Regions from separate parts of the Hordeum vulgare genome. Here region 2 is linked to region 1. Evidence: chromatin contacts called from public Hi-C data. All regions are on one chromosome and are shown on one strand. The core of a region is the stretch at or near the end of the contact, and the rest is flanking DNA. Distances in the headings are between cores, read along the strand shown. Region 1 has its middle 140 kb from the start of LOC123429911. Region 2 has its middle 8.5 kb from the start of LOC123425834.

Region 1 (2,573 bases), core at 50-2,549:
CTTGTAGAATTACTCTGGAATCAAAAGTGCTCTGCGGGTTGAATCTGGCTTGGTATTCTTTGTGGCATTCTGGTCCCTTAAATACAAACCTTGCCTTCATCTTCAAGTTCATGACAATTCATCTATTCCAAAAGGCTACTCTCCATTCAAAACCATTCTAGCAATAGAAAACATGTCACCAAAGAGAAATAAGTATCTTCATTTGAGAGCCATAAATCACCTTGATCAAACATAGCTCCCTATTTAGAGGCTCCCTAAGTCTACAAGTACACCTTGTTCGTATTGGGGACCAGTTCCGGTAGGGTCTTCAATTCCTTATTCTTCCTGCTATTCTGTTCTTAGCTGCATTTGAACAAATGTGGTTCAAACTACTGCTGAATAAACAAACACCTATCAAGACCATAAATAAATAAAAACTAGAGAAAACACAAGCTGATGAGCAAACAATCAAATGCAGTTCTCAACTACAAGAGCTAAAAGTATGATATACAAGTTCAAAGAATGCACCCTACCTTAAAGCACTACTATTATATAGCTAGAAAGAACTACAGGACATTCACTACCTTAGATAGTACTCCCTCCGTTTCTAAATATAAGACCTTCTAGAGATTACACTATGGACTATATACGAAGCAAAATGAGTGAACGTACACTCTAAAATAAGTCTATATACATCAATGTATAGTCCATATAGAAATCTCTAGAAGGTCTTATATTTGGGAAAGGAGGGAGTACTACCTCTGTTCCTAAATATAAAAGGTTTTGTCAGTTCAGTTTACGCTACGAAAACATCTTATATTTAGGAACGGAGTGATATCATAGTAGGCATCCCATGTAATACAACCACATGACTTTGTGAGCCTTAGAGAAAGTGCCAAATGCTTGCCCATCATCTATCTAATGCAAACACTATTTTAACACATGTGATGGCTTGCCAAGTTATTGTTGATTGCTCAATCACACATCCAAATTGACAGTATATATGATTATTATTTTTCCCAACCATTCTGGCGTGTTCCTTGAAATTCTAGATCTTTTTTCAGGCGTGTTCCTTGAAATTCTAGATCTTTTTTCAGTTGTGACAGTATTCTGAAGAGCACCGACCATGTAGGTGATGCTGGTCTCCTATTTTCTCCAGAGCTTCTGCATCCATAAATATCAAATATTTTGCAGAACATGAAATAGCTCTGAAAGTTGGAGTTCCTGTTATGCTTTTAAGAAATATATGAACGAGCCACTAGGTATTTGTAACGAAAAACGTTTGTTGGTAGTAAGGATTGGAGAGAGACTATTTGAGGGTGACGTTATCACCGGTAGCAATAAAGCTCAGCGAGTTTGTGTCCATAGGATTGTTCTGAATGCTCCAAGCACCAAATGTCTGTTTACCTTGCGTCGTTGTCAGATTCCTGTCCAACTTTGCTATAGTAGGACAATAAATAAAAGTCAAGGGCAGACACTTTCAGAGTTATGTGTTTATCTTCCTAAGACTGTTTTCTCATGGTACTTCTAGCCAAGGATTGAAGTTTCTTATCAAGGATGATCACGGAGATAAAGCAGATGTGACTCAGAATATTTTATACAAGGAGATCATCAATGCACTCTAACTGAATGACTATTTTTTAGGTACTGCAGCAATTGATTTCTATCAGCTTTGCTCTTTTTATTATTTCTATACTAACTGGACAATTTGGATGTTGCTAGGTAATTGTTCAAGTTACGAAAATACCTTAGCCTCGATCCACCCGCATAACACTTAGTGAATCAATGAATGGTAACCCAAAGAATCAAGGTGAAAGTAACTTGGCGAAATTCGGTGCATCCTCAAGAGCGCATTAGTCATTATAAGAAACACCTTCGACTGGTTCTTAGCAAAATGAAGGATTGGGCCACTTGCTGCTCTCTATTACTTGCGTTACTTGTTACCTTATTACTATTTATGTTGCTATCAAACTGTCAAAACTTTTCTTCTACTACCTTTTTAATGTTCAATAATAAGGTGTATTCTTTGATGATTTCTCTGTGTATTCGCTTTAAGTGGTGACTGTGAAGCTCAAAGTCCATAGGGTGTGGTCTATGAAGATCTTGGTGCAATGTTCATTTCGTAATTCCTCGAGTGTACACACAAGTGTTCATCCGTTTTATTTGTCTTTGACTGAGTCCATTTAAAGCTTCAGGAAACAGGAGCTGTCTTTCACTCTGACTAATTTTAGGGTCTGATACAGAACCATGTCTGATACAAAATTAGAAAAGTAGAATTATTTACCTGATTAACAAAGGCTTAAAAGGAATGCCATTCCCGCTCGGTATAACATGAAAGTACGGATCATCGTTATCTAAATTTAAATCTAGAACATCACCCTCTTGCATAGCATAATCTTTCACCAGTCTTTATCAGCCTGACCCATAAAATATACTTCTGTGCTTATTGTGACTGAATTTGATTTCATAAGATGGTCCTCCATTGGCAGAGAAAACTTCTTCCACTGAATCTTTAGCTATGATAACATTCCTCATGAGCTTGCTCACTAAAGTAGCAGTTTTCTGTCTAGCGTCACAAGGAACACGCTGTAAAT
Region 2 (2,573 bases), core at 44-2,543, 400 kb before region 1:
GAAAAACAAACAAAATCCAAGTATCTTCTGCCCGTGGATTAGCATCACTGAACGAAAACCCATAGTTGGTGCCTTCAGCACCGAGTAGGTAACTTGACGCCTTCACATTCCTTCGTTGGGCCGGTTTTGATGCTGACCCATTCCACTACAAGCAGCACAGCGAAAAATCATTAATAGCGCAAAAAACAGCTCTCGTGAGATTTGATCCCACACCCTGCACGTCCTTGGTTGGGCCGGTTTTGACACTGTCCCATTCCATTAAACGCAGCACAGTGGAAAATCATTAATAGAGCAAAAAAAACAGCTCTCGAGGAATTCATCCCAACGCGCGCCACACCACCTCCATCAGTGTGAAAGCCATGAGCGTGGCCGGTGCTTATGGATGGATGGATGTCACGGTGTAAGTTCTACATCGATTTTCTCTCATCCATCTCGTGTACACATCCCAGCTAAAAAGAATTCGTTGCATGTAGCAGGATGAGTTCAGTTTCTCCTTCAACATTACAAATTAATCAAGGTTTCCGGTAATATCTAACCATGATAATCTCCTGACAAAGACTAGCTGCACACACAAAACATCGCAAGCACATAAATATCTAACCATGGTAATCTCCTCACAAATTAATCAAGATTCATCCATGATACAATTCCCACATGTTGCCGACATTTCTTTAAATGTCTGTCACCCCCGTTGTAAATGCATGGCAGGCAATCAAGGAACCCTGAAATGATTAAAATCATCATTCATCATAGATGAACCTTCGTCTCCCATGATCCCCTAAAACAGTCCAAACTAGAATATCCACCGAAACCTCTCACATGCCAATACCACAAGAATGAAACTTAACTCAGCCCTAATGCCATGCTGAAGGATCTAAATCAAAGGATCAAATTGAGTTCGAAGCTTTGTGCTTCTGTTCTGCTGAACCCATCTCGCTTGGTATCGAGCCTACCTAAATAGGTGGAAAGAACCGTCGAATCAGGAAAAACACACAACTCTCACGTTCCCCTTAAGCACCCCAATGCAGAACTCACCCCAAAAAATGTCTGGCATGCTAAGGGTCGGACAAGATCAACGTGTTCAGTCCTAACAAAATAAACAAAGGACTCCGAATAAAGTGTAGTGTCGATACGCTAGCCTGTTAATCTCCATTTCTGCTGAAGTCATCTCCTCTTGTTCCTTTGCTTTTCTACACGACACAACTTGAAGAAAAAAAATACAGTCCACACCATGAGCGAGACCGGCTCTTATGGATGATTGCCCATGTCCAGAGCAGTTATAACATACCCGGCCTGTCAGAGGAGTCGCTACCAGCCAAGCCGGTATATGTACGAATATAAGTGACCTCTGGCCCACTCATGTGAGGTATTCTGCGACGTATTTTTGTGCGAACATGAATAATGCGCCAAGTATTGAGCACGGCCCTATATTAAGTAGTAACCATGCTGCGCTTATGGACGTTTGGGATTTCGGTAGCGCGTAGCCGCATGTCCCAAAAATCTGTGTCCCGCTATTTACTGCATATAGAAATTTAGAAAAACATGATTTTTGAAAAACAATGTGAAGAAAATTTGAAATTTCACAAACTCAAAACAAACCACAAATACAAAGAATTTTCATGAATTACAAAAAAATATCAATGATTTCAAAAAAGTTCACTAATTTGGAAAAAGTTCATCAATTTTGAAAAATAGTTCATCGATTTTGAAAAATGTACATCATTTTTTAAAAGGTATATTCAATTTTATAAAGTTCATAAGTTTTAAAAAAGTTCATCAATTTTGAATAAAGTTCAGCGTTCTTTAGAAAAATTCAGTTATGAAAAAAATTCAAAAGTTTTGAAAAAAGTTCATCTATTTTCAATTAAAGTTCATCGATTTTGAATAAAAGTTCATCGTTCTTTAGAAAAAGTTCATGGATTTTGAAAAAAGTTCATCATTTTTGAGGAAAGTTCAAGAACTTGAACAAGGTTCATTGATTTTCAAAAAGTGTTCATCAAATTTGATAAAAAGTTCATCAATTTTTAAAAAAGTCATAGAAATGGAAAAAATCATGGATTTTCAAAAAAATCTACAAAATTGAAAAAAATCGTCAAATTGTCAAAAAGTTATCGAATTTGGAAACAAAGTTCACTGAATTTTTAAAAATGTTCATTCAATTTGATAAAATTTCATCGAATTTGAAAAAAATTCATCGATTTGAAGAAAAAAATTCACGAATTATAAAAAAAATCATCGAGCCGCGAAGAAGAAAAAGGAAAAACAAAATAAAAAACAAGAAAACAAAAACAAAAAACGAAAAATGAAAAAGCCAAAAAGAAATAAGAAAAGATGCAAAAGAATGTTAGTCGTCATGTTGGTCGACGTGACGCGGTGGTTACTGTGTGTTAACTCGAAGTGGAGATCAGGAGTTCGATACCCCGCTGTGCTGCTCCTTTTACGTCGTCACAACTGAAAGGAAAAAGGGTGAGATGGGTCAGCCCACCACGGGGTGCTGAATGCACTCGTTTGCAAAATACACATTAACAAGCGCCTACGGTGTCAAATAGGATTCGGTGCGGTCCGTCTTACAC

The links. Hi-C and Micro-C count contacts between places; a contact is called where the count stands out from the background.
Region 2: a contact with region 1 is called in a Hi-C map of leaf, with 3 times the contacts expected there. The contact joins two enhancer-like sites. A contact is called at or near these places in 2 of 6 Hi-C or Micro-C datasets (leaf and seedling).

Annotation. Positions count from the first base shown.
Region 1 is chr2H:201,003,752-201,006,324 of MorexV3_pseudomolecules_assembly, reverse strand. No RefSeq gene overlaps it. Among protein-coding and RNA genes, the nearest start is that of LOC123429911, 140 kb to the right of the region's middle. Within about 2 kb of position 1,299, at least 1 of the 3 cell types and tissues checked has open chromatin away from gene starts, as enhancers often do. A contact at or near this core is called in leaf, where this site is marked.
Region 2 is chr2H:201,402,456-201,405,028 of MorexV3_pseudomolecules_assembly, reverse strand. No RefSeq gene overlaps it. Among protein-coding and RNA genes, the nearest start is that of LOC123425834, 8.5 kb to the left of the region's middle. Within about 2 kb of position 1,293, at least 2 of the 3 cell types and tissues checked have open chromatin away from gene starts, as enhancers often do. A contact at or near this core is called in leaf, where this site is marked.